Regions from separate parts of the Mus musculus genome. Here regions 2 and 3 are each linked to region 1. The links are chromatin contacts, called in public HiChIP or PLAC-seq and promoter capture Hi-C maps. All regions are on one chromosome and are shown on one strand. The core of a region is the stretch at or near the end of the contact, and the rest is flanking DNA. Distances in the headings are between cores, read along the strand shown. Region 1 holds the start of Csrp1 (cysteine and glycine-rich protein 1). Region 2 holds the start of Lax1 (lymphocyte transmembrane adaptor 1). Region 3 holds the start of Pik3c2b (phosphatidylinositol-4-phosphate 3-kinase catalytic subunit type 2 beta).

The links. Promoter capture Hi-C pulls out the DNA fragments that hold promoters and counts their contacts. HiChIP or PLAC-seq counts read pairs in DNA pulled down with a chosen protein or histone mark.
Region 2: an H3K27ac HiChIP or PLAC-seq map of large pre-B cells shows a contact between it and region 1, with 5 times the contacts expected there. The contact joins the promoter of Lax1 here to the promoter of Csrp1 in region 1. A contact is called at or near these places in 1 of 484 Hi-C or Micro-C datasets (B cells) and 1 of 115 datasets of contacts at active chromatin or transcription factors (large pre-B cells).
Region 3: a promoter capture Hi-C map of embryonic stem cells shows a contact between it and region 1, with 4 times the contacts expected there. The contact joins the promoter of Pik3c2b here to the promoter of Csrp1 in region 1.

Annotation. Positions count from the first base shown.
Region 1 is chr1:135,726,966-135,730,811 of GRCm38.p6, reverse strand. Csrp1 (cysteine and glycine-rich protein 1) reads right to left here and starts at 1,645. Exons shown (of 6, transcript NM_007791.6): 1 at 1,538-1,645.
Region 2 is chr1:133,688,711-133,692,382 of GRCm38.p6, reverse strand. Lax1 (lymphocyte transmembrane adaptor 1) reads left to right here and starts at 2,275. Exons shown (of 6, transcript NM_001159649.1): 1 at 2,275-2,574; 2 at 3,379-3,562. The coding sequence starts at 3,477.
Region 3 is chr1:133,043,662-133,047,323 of GRCm38.p6, reverse strand. It overlaps Pik3c2b (phosphatidylinositol-4-phosphate 3-kinase catalytic subunit type 2 beta), which reads right to left and starts at 1,312. Exons shown (of 33, transcript NM_001099276.2): 1 at 901-1,312.

The sequences.
Region 1 (3,846 bases), core at 396-2,895:
ACACCTGGACCGGTGCTAGGGCAGGCCAGAGGCAGCTTTTTCACATTTTCTCTGCAGGTAATCACAGAGCAGGAGACCTGCCCTTCAGTTTCTCTCCTACAATCTCCCAAATCCCTCGGCATTTGAGCCTTGGGCATGGCTCTCCTCTCTACCTCCTCAGGCCAACACCACACCCTCTGCAGGATAAACTTACTTCCCTGACAGACCGTCCCACCCCGGATATCCTTGCCAAGGCAAAGGGTCTCTCTGTGCAGTGACAAGCTGGATTCTCCAATGAGGCTTAGGCAGTGCCCAGACCAGCCTCTCCCCAACACAGAGGCCTGGCTTCCTAAGCAGAGGCCTGGTGAGAGGATCAGAAGGCAGGGAGGAAGCCCTAGGGCCCAGTCCTGAAGGAAATCCCCAACCTAGCTCAGAGACAACTGTACTAACAGCCCCAGTCCTCTGAGCTTCTGCAGGATGCCAGGGTGTGTGTGTGTGTGTGTGTGTGTGTGTGTGTGTGTGTGTGTGTGTGTGTGTGTAATATGTGCTCCAAAAAGTACTGGCCCAGAAGAAAACTGAGCTGTGTCACTTGTTCGAGGTCATCCGTGTATTAAGTGTCAAATCTGAGTCAAAACTCAGTCTGCTTGCCTTTCAGAAACCCTGTCACCAAGATTCCAGAGTCTCATGATAAATGTCCCACCAAAGGCAAGTGAACCGCTTGCATGCAGTGATGGTGTCCCATTACAGTGTCCTGTCAAGGTGGGGAGGCCCGTCCATTCATGCACCACAGGAGGTAAGAAGTGGGTGGGACAAGTGGGTGGGATGGTCCTGACATCAAGTACTTGCTCCCAGTCTAGACCCTTGCTCTGACGGATCACAGCAGCACATGCAGAATAGACCCAGACCTGTGCCACTTGGATGAAACACCTGTCAGATAGATAACAGCTTGTTGGCTGACACTGCAACTCGCTCTCAGGCCCTTTCTACTCCCCTGCTGGCTCTTTGAGATCTCAGTAGTCCTCACCTGCCACCAAGACTTTCTTTTCCATCTGGTTCTTTCAGGAAAAAAGAAAACTCATACCTGCACTCTGGGGCTACCAAGCCAGATGCACACACACACACACACACACACACACACACACACACACACACTCGCGGGCACTTTCTCTCAGGAAAAGAGAGAGAGGAAAGGGGTGGCACGGATGTCCTCATCCCTCAGCTTTACAATGAGTGTCAGTGGCCCACAGAATCGCTGATTGTTCTGTAGGACCTGCAGGCGGTGGGGGGCAGGGTCACCCTGGGTCTAGAGCACGCGAAAGTCAGCTGCCCTGGAAGCCCCGGGATGGGGAGGGACCCAGAGTTTTCAGGAAAGGGAAACACTGCCGAGCTAACTCTAGCCACTTCCCACCACCTCCCTCTTGGGATCACTCTTCCTACAAACTTTTCTTGCAAGCGACAGGGCTGCGACAGGACCGGAAAAACCAATAGGCGCAGGGTGCGACCCAGGCGCTCCGGCAGTTGCGGGGACCCGAGGCGGACCACCCGGGGTAACACTCACCTGGCAGCTGCTGGGAGGCGCACGGGCGACAGCTCTCAGGGAAGCGGTGACTGGCTGCGCCGGAGTGCGCGCCGTTTTGTTTCCCCCTCCGGAAGGCGTTTCCCGCGCCACGCCAACCAGTAGGCTTTGCACACTGCACCACAACAGGGCTGATGTCACGGAGAAGCTGTCCCCTCCCCCATCCAAAACCTAGGGTCGGGAGCCCGGGCGTGGCTGCCGCCCCAGCCGTGACTTCTCTTTGCACCCTATGGCGATCTCTGGGGGCAAATCTTTACACAGAGGTGAGGGATGGGGTTAAGAGGTTCCTGGTCTGCCATGTGGGAAAGCGGAGACCTAACTGTGAGATCAGACTAAAGATAAACTTGGGCCCCCTAGGGAAGAGAGTGAAGGTCCTTAAATTTTCGGGTTCCGATGGCACAATGTTAAGGGGACTAACTTGCACTCCAGAATAAGACAAGCAAGGCCCCACTTCCTGTGACTTACTTCTGCCAGACAGCTGGCTTTAGGTTCATCAGTAAAAGGGCTATGTGCCACCGAGATGTGATGGGGGATGAGATACTATAACACCCGGGAGCACTTAGCCTAGCTGCCCTCCTCCAGGGGCTCTTGTCCCTCTGCTTTCCCCATCTCCCTGCCACCCACAAGAGATCATTCTACCGCTCCTGAGTGGATCTTCCTCTGGGCTAACCTACAGAATGACAAACACAGTCTCAAGCCACTGAAAACTGCCTCTGGGGTGATTAACAATATGTGTTACTGGGCCCACCTGCTCCCAGTCCGCAGAGCAGCCTGTCCAGAAATCCAATCCTAGAGGTGAACTGATGCCCCTGGGACTTAAAACGGAAGGCCCACTTTCTTTCTTTCCTTCTTTTTAATTTATTCCATGTATGTGGATACATTGTCGCTGTCTTTAGACACACCAGAAGAGGGCATCTGGAAGAGCAGTCTGTGCTCTTAACCACTGAGCCATGTCTCCAGCCCAGCCCATTTTCACTATGGGTACAAACAGCTCCAAGCAAGAAGCACAACACTTTCCTTGGGACCTAACGAAGTGAAGAATCTGCAAGGAAAACTATGTTCCTAGTAACAGGGGCTATGGGTGGGAGTGTTAGAGCCTCAAAGGAGGCCCTCTTCTATTTCATAGGATAATTACTGTTATTTGTTGTGTTCTGTAAAGTTGTTTTTGTTTTTATTTTGTTTGAGACAGAGGCTCACTGTGTATCCCTGGCTGGCCTGGAACTCACTATGTAGACCAGAATGGCCTTGAACTCAGAGTTTTCCCTGTGACGTTAAGATTAAAAGAGCTAGTTCCCACCATCATTATTCTTTACTATTACAAGATCAAAAGGACTTGAGGACTGCCGTCATCACTGCAGGTTGGATCATTATTATCATTGCTGGCTGAATTACATTATTCTCACCAAGCACAGGCAGTGTCAGGAACTAAGCCACACTCAAATTGCAGCATGATGTCACATGCTGTGTGGATTTGCCTGTTTGGACCTCTCCTGCCTGCCACACTTTTCGCAGAGGAGATGCGTGCTATGTTCATTGGGGAACAGTCACATGTGTTAGGCGGCCATCTCAAAAGTATCTCTAGGTACAGCTTGCTATCTCCTTCACTCTTCCAGGGCTCAGACCCTCGTGGGCTTCCTTTAAAGCCCTGGGGCTTGATTCTGTGGCACTAGACTTGCAATCCCAGCTCTTCTGGAAGCTGAGACAAGAACACAAGCTCAAGACCTGCCTGAGCTACAGAGCTATTGAAAGGCCAGTCTGTGGACTTAGCGAAGCCTTGACTCAAAACAAAAAGGGCCAGTGAATTGGCTCAGCAAGTAAGGGAGCTTGCTGTGCAAAACCCACAGGAGAAGGAATGAGCCAACTCCCAAAAGTGACCTCCGCTCACACAGCTGGCTTGTGAATGCCTACCTAACCAACTGCTAACACCACGCACACAAGCACACACACACACACACACACACACACACACACACACACACAGAGAGAGAGAGAGAGAGAGAGAGAGAGTGTGTGTGTGTGAATGAATGAATGAATAAAATTCAAATACAAAATCAAAAGTAAGCCGTGGATATAGCTCAGGGGTAGAACACATGCTAGTATGTATACAGCTTCATCCCCCAGTTCTGACGTCATTCCCCAGTTTTATAAATAAAGAGAGACAAGTCAGGGATAGAGCTGGGTTGTTGAATTTACTCTCTTCCAGGAATAAAGCTAAGCATCTCATGATTCAGAAGATGAGACATTTATCTGGCCTGTTTTTTTGTTTTTGATTTTGTTTTTCTTTCTCCCAT
Region 2 (3,672 bases), core at 1,026-3,525, 2.0 Mb after region 1:
CACACACAGGGAAAAATATTTTGCTTACCATCTGAGGTCAGTTCCTCCTGTCTTCCCTTGAGGCCCCACTCACCTTCACAAGGGCAACCTGGCCACCAGTCTCTAGAGCAAGGAATCCAGTGCAGAATCCGAGATTGGTTTGTTGTTTTGGTTTATTTTTGTTTGTTTTCTGAGACAGGTTTTCTCTGTGTAGCCCTGGCTGTCCTGGAACTCACTCTGTAGACGAGGCTGGCTTCGAACTCAGAGATCCTTTTGCCTCTGCCTCCCACCACTACCAGGTTAGAGGAATAATAGTTTGTTTTTTGTTTTTGTTTGTTTGTTTGTTTGTTTGTTTTGTTTTTGTTTTTTTGAGAGAGGGTTTCTCTGTACAGCCTTGGCTGTCCTGGAACTCACTTTGTAGACCAGGCTGGCCTCGAACTCAGAGATCCTCTTGCCTCTGCCTCCCACCACTACCAGGTTAAAGGAATACTAGTTTTTCTTCAAACCTGATCCCAAGGAAATGTAGGCAGAGACCTAGGTCCCAGCCCCCAGACTATCTGTCTCTAGCTAAGCAGGCTCCCCAGAGCCTGGCGTGGCGGGATTTCCTGCACAGTACTCTGGGCCTTGGGAGAACTGGAACAAGTAGGTTGTGTCCAGGCTCTGGAAGCCAAGAACTCCAGCGTGCACCTGAAAGAGGTCCCAGCGAGGCAGAATGGCAAAGGCACGGAGGCCACCCCTTCCAGTTACCTGGAGCTCCACCTGGTTTGGCAAGTGTCGTGAGAGAGGCTCCCTGCATCCTCTATACACTCGTGGTGGTTCTGGCTGACTCGCCAGGAGGGTTGGTTTCCCGACACACGTGAAGCGAAAGGGAAGGGATTTTAGAAACAAACTCGAAACTTTCTCCCAAGCTTGGGAGCTTGAGGTAAATGCTGGCGAGAAACCCAGCAGTACCTGAAATGAGAGGTTACCCAGGACTGGGACTGGCTGCAGCAGAGCCAGGCCAGCAACAGATAGCCCCTCACCAGAAGCCCTGAGGAAGAAACAGTGGCCAACGGCCCTGTAACCCGGGCTCGGTTCCATTCCCACTATGATACCGGAACAGAGGCTCTGAGAGTATGAAACTCAGCTCACCTCTGGCATTATCACCTGCAGAAGATCTATTTATGAAGCCAGTCCACCCACGGAACCACAAGCGGGTGCCAGCTCTGTACAGCTCTCTAAACAACTAATTCTAGCTCTTTTGAGATCTGCTAAGAACCATTCTAAGGCCAGCATTGGTGGTACACTTTTTCAATCCCAGCCCTTAGGAGACAGAGGCTGGAGGACCTCTGAGAGTTTGAGGTCAGCCAGCCTGGCCTGTGTAGTGAAATACAGAACAGGGCAGTGGTGGCACACGCCTTTAATCCCAGCACTCAGGAGGTAGAGGCAGTCGGGTTTCTGAGTTCGAGGCCAGCCTGGTCTACAAAGTATGTTCCAGGCCAGCCAGGGCTATACAGAGAAACCCTGTCTCGAAAAACCAAAAAGAGAGGGGGGGGGAGGGAGGGAGGGAGGGAGGGAGGGAGGGAGGAAGGGAGGGAGGGAGGGAGGGAGGAAGAAAGAAAGAAAGAAAGAAAGAAAGAAAGAAAGAAAGAAAGAAAGAAAGAAAGAAAGAAAGAAAGAAAGAAAGAAAGAAAGAAAAGCCATGGATGTGTAGAGAAACCCTGTCTTGGGTTGGGAGCAGGGGTAAGAACCATTCTGAGCCCTGAGCCTGATTCACACCTGTAAGCACATCACCAGGGACATTAAGACAAGAAGCTACTATGAGTTCAGTCAACTTGACCTCTGAAGGGAGATCTGCCTCACAAAAACAAAAAACAAAAAAAACATAGTGTGCAAGATGGTTCATTGGATACAAACACTTGCCTCTGTCCAACACCCTAGTTTGACTCTTGAGACCAACACAGTAAGTAGGAAAGAACACACTCCCTCCAGTGTTCTCTGACCCCCACTCATGTGGCACGGCATGTGTGCAGACACAGTAAATAGATGTGAAAAGCATAAATAAGTAAAGATAACCAATGACAATAGCTACGCAAGCACATTGTCTTGAACCTTCGAATTTTGACCCTAGAGGTTTTTAACACTCAGAAAAACAGGGTGAATAGTCATGTCTCTGACTCTTCAACCACATGGGCCCCAGATGCCAGAGTGCCTGTGGGGAACAGGAGGGCTGAAGGTGGGTTTCCTGCTGTCTGGGTTGAGCGGAGCATTTCCTGTGCCCTGGCCTTATTAGCACACCGGTGGAGGGTGCTTCCTGTCAGCGACTTTCCATTCTGCCAGAGTGGTTTGCTGTTTTCACACTGCCCTGGGGGTTGGAGGAAGAAGATTTTCTCACGAAAACGCTGGGCCTCTTGACAGTCGCCTCCCTACTCCCCCACAGGCCCCTCATGTTTCCATCAACTGGCAGAAACTAGAGAGTGGCCCTACTGCTTCACACTGGGAGCACAGACAGCTGGGTGAGAAAGAGCACGGCTCCTGCAGTGGGCATTGTGGCCACCTCCAGTAGACCAACTCTGATGAACCTTCTACCAACTCAGCCTGGAATTTCAGGTGAAGGTAGGGAGGTTTGGGTCTTATTACTATTGTTGTTGCTGTTAGTAGTAGTAGTGGTGGTACAGCCGTTCTGTGTGTGTGTGTGTGTGTGTGTGTGTGTGTGTGTGTGTGTGTGTCTCGGAAGATCAGAAGATAATTTGTAGGAACCGGTTCTTGCCTTCCACTATGCATGCAGAGGGTAAACTTGGGTCATTAAACTGGCAGTAAGTACCTTTACCTGCAGAGCCATCGCACCAGCCCAAAGAAGGCAGTTTGTTGGGAGAACATTCTAGAACAGAAGATTAAAAGCTTCAGAAAGAAACAAAAACTAAAAACCAGTTTTGTATGTGAGAACCTTGGTGAATATGATCTAGGAAGAATGACTGGGAGGTGGCTGCATTGCATGAGGTACTCGAAGCCCTGGGGTTCCAGCTCCAGAACCACCTTCATGAGTGCGGTGGTGCACACCTGGAAATCCCAGTGCTGAGGGAGCAGAGGCAGAGGATCAGAGTTCAAGATCCTACACCCCCCATATATGTATATGTATATGTATATGTATATGTATATGTATATGTATATGTATATGTATATGTATATGTATATGTATGTGTATATATGTGTATATATATATATACATATATATATATGTATATATATATATATCATCTTGGGTACTTAAATAAGAAATTTCAATAGTACAAAATGATACAATTTGGAATACATAGGGATTTGGAGAATTTTCTGTCATTCTATTATCTACTTTTTTTTTAAAAGGTGATTATATGCAAAATGCATACCAGTTTACCCTTTTTCCCCTCTATGAATCAGCAACTTAGAAAGAGCTAAGAAAAGTGGAAGCCATACTGGCTAGTCAGTCACGACACTGAAAAGGCTTAGAAGCTGCAAAGCCCCTCAGAGGTCCAGTGATGTACAGCACCCCGGCCCCTCCAGAGGTCACAAGAAGGAACTCAGAGCCCAGCACTCGGCAGGGGACTCTTGGCAGCCTGCAGGGGTGAGTGCTTTGGGAAAGTGAGCCCCAGGGTCCCCTGATCTCCTACAGGAATGGTCTATTTCCAACCCAGACCTGGGTCCACCAAGATGAGCAAACTTGGGGAGCTAAGA
Region 3 (3,662 bases), core at 63-2,562, 2.7 Mb after region 1:
AGAACTCTCTGACCAAGTTGAATAAAAACACCAGGGCAACCAGAGACAATAGGACTTTCACCCTAAATATGACTGGTGGGCTGGGACTGGGAAACCACAAAGATACCTAAAGGGAGGTGAGATGTAGGGCCAGGTTAGCCTGAAGGAGCAATGGCAGAGTTTAGACACTTCAACCTCTGCACAACAAGGGTGAATGCACTAACCTCATACATTTGGTAACCTCTTTCCACACCCCAGAAGCCTGCCAAGCCCCTGGACTTTTCACCCCACCCACCCCAGCTTGGCAGTTTTGCTGGGGCTTCCAGCTTCTATCATCGCACCAAAGCTGCAGCTGTGTAAAACTGAAAAATGAGGGGCAAGTACTGCCCAGGAGAGGAGCACTTTCCCGGAGGGCCGGGGACTCGGGCCTGAAGGTCCTAGTCTCTCCTGCAAGCTTTCAGTCTTCTGCTTTTGCAGTATCCTTATAAGGCCAACCCTACCCTCCGCCTGGCCGAAAATGTGTACCGTCCCGAGGTTGGACGCTGACTTCTCACTCCCGCTGCACAGGAAGGCACCACTCCCACCACCCCCCACTCCAGGACAGGTTTTGCTCTTAAACAAACTAATAAACAAATCGACTCCAAAGCGGTCCCCTGGTCCCAGCTCGTCTTGCAGCTGCACCCGGGAAGTGTGTTCCGGAGGAGGAGGCGGGTGCAAGCCCGGCGAGGCCGCGAGTCGCGGGCGAGCCGTGGGGCGGGGGCGAGCAACCTGCAGTGCTCGGAGGACCCGGCTGGGCTCTCGGCCCTGCCATTGTTGGCCCCGGCGCTGGCGCTTCGGGGCGGGAGCTCTGCCCACGTCGCCCCGACTAAGAGGGCGCTCCGCAGCCCCGGGGTCGTCCTCCCCGCCGCGTGCTCTTCCTACCTGCGCTGGCCGCGGGTTCTGCCGCGACACCCTGACTGTCGTGGCTGGGTGTCTAGGGCTCCGCCGACCCGGCTCGCTCGGAAGATCCAGGCGGCTCCAGCCCCCGCGTGATGTTCAGTGTCGCCTGCTCCCTTCGCTCGCACCGCGCGGGCACTGGGATCCCCGCAGCAGGAGACACACGGGCAAGCGACGGGCGTGGGGGCCGGGCCCGGGCCCGGTGCTGTCTGCCGGGAGCGTGCACGAGCTCGCAGTCAGGCAGCCCCGGGTGAGACAATAGCGCGAACGGCGAGCGAGCGGGGAGAAGCCATCTCCCGGACAGCCGGCGCACTGCACGGCGCGCGAGGCTCACCGGCTCCTGCCAGGACCGCGGCCCAGGCCGCCGGCAACAGCCGCAACGCCGAATCGCCTAGTCGCGGGAGCCAGAGGGCGGGGCGGCGGGAACACGGGCCCCCTCCCTCCCCTCTTCCTCTCCCCCTCCCCTCCCCCTCCCGCTCCCGCCTCCGCACCGTGTGCGGCGTCCTGAGCAGACCCCGGGGGCCAGCAATCCCACTTCCCGCTGGCAGATTGTCGTCGTTTTCCAGGCTGGAACCCCTTGCTCTGGGTCAGGTGAAACAAGCCAGATCACCTTATTGGAAGCGACACGGGCTGGGCGTTCAGTTATCCGTTCGAAAATTTCCTCTCATAATTATGCATGATAGGGATGCTCTAAAGAACTACCACCTTCGTGGGGGAGGCTGTGTTGGCACTTTTCTCTCCCGTTTGCTCAAGGGCGGTCTTCCAACCTGAGTGGGGAGGAGAAGTAGAGAAGCCTCCAACCCTATTAAGGTAGGAAGCAAACTTTGAAACTGTGTTATTTTCTCCGGGCACCTCCCTTAAAGCACCTGTGTCAAGCATTTTCCTAAGGGCTCTACCCAGTACTGGCCAGCTCCGTTTGCATAATAACTAGGGTCTCGGATCTCCAAGTACACTTTCTTCAACCAGGAACTTGTTCTTTGCTATCTTCCTTTCTTTGCCAGTCACACTGGGATTCAGCCTTCTTCCTCAGTACCCCTTCAAGCCTTGGTGGGAGAAGGTGTCTCAGCTCCCATGCCCTCTGCTCTCTAGCTAAGGCTTCTATGGAAACATCTGTTAAGCATCCCTTGCCTTGCCCCAAGGAAATATTTAAGATACTACCATTTCAGTCTATCAAAGTCAGAAAGGTCTTTATAAAACACATGGGGCCTTTGATCCCGCCCCCTTATTTGCATGAAACTCTGTAAGAAACCGGAGCAGTTTTCCAGGAGACAAGGGCTAAAGCCTTCCTAGGTTGGTAGAGGTAGAAACTGGGGAGAGCTCACAAAGAGGAGAGCTGTCTAGTAGAATGAGGATTTGAACAACTAGAGGAAGTCCTGTGGTGGAGAAAAGCAGTACAAAAGGGGAGTCCCTAAGCCAGGTCCTCAATCAGCACCTGGGAGGCAGAAGCACCCCAACGGGTGTGGTGTGTAACTCCAGGAGAGCTGCTGCTTTTTCTCCTGGCCTCTGCAGGCATCCATATGCATGTGCACACCCCCACAAGCATATACAGAATCTAAAAATAAATTCAATCTTAACCCCCACCCCCAAAAAGTCGAGTTCACAATTCTAAAGTATTTGAGGGAGAATATTGTTTTGTTTTCATCGAGGATGAAATGGAACGGTTAGATAGAAACCTCATGGGCATCACTAGGTGAGTGAAGAGAAAAAGAAGCCTGTGAGAGCTAAATCAGGTTCCGGTGGCTTGATGGTGAAAGACTCGTTCTAGAAGCTTAACAACTAGAGGAGGAATACAAAGGAGCATGAAAGATCAGGTATGGAAGTGTTGTTTGGCACAGGTTTTCCCATGTAGCTGAGGCTGCCATTTGAACTTGATATGTAGCCCAGGCTGGCTTCAAATTCATGATTGTACTGCCTCTTTCTCCTAAGTGCTGAGCCAACACCCTTGGCTTGGTTTTCTTTTAAGACAAGAAAGAAATGTGTTCCTATGCTGAGAGGTAAGACCAGGGAGCAAAGGGGTGAAAATGCAAACTGTCCCAAAGAGGAAAGGAGATGGCCCAAAGCATGCGAGACAAAGTTGCCTGGAGAGACTCACTGGCAAATGGATTTGGAGAGCAGTAAGTCTTGAAGCTATACCCTGAAGAAAAAAAATAGTTGCTACTTGATCGTCTTTGAGAATTCTGCTGAGACAAAAAGAGTAAAAATAGTATAGAAAGCTGGTTGTGGTGGCACATGCCTTTCATCCCAGCACTTGAGAGACAGAGGCAGGCAGAATTCTGAGTTCGAAGCCAGCCTGGTCTACAGAGTGAGTTCTAGGACAGCCAGGGCTACACAGAGAAACCCTGCCTTGAAAAACAAAACAAAACAAAACCAATAGATAGGATTGAAGATGTAAAAAATGTGGTTAGGTTTTAAATGACCATAGAAAGAAACGAGGGGGGCTGGTGAGATGGCTCAGTGGGTAAGAGCACCCGACTGCTCTTCTGAAGGTCCAGAGTTCAAATCCCAGCAACCACATGGTGGCTCACAACCATCTGTAACAAAATCTGACTCCCTCTTCTGGAGTGTCTGAAGACAGCTACAGTATACTTACATATAATAAATAAATAAATCTTAAAAAAAAAAAAAAGAAAGAAACGAGGGAGTACATAACTCGGTTTACACAAGGCCCTGGCTTAAGCCCCCAACACCAAGAGAGAACTAAGGATGGAGGCCCACAGCTGCTTACAGCTAGCATAGAGGCCACAGCT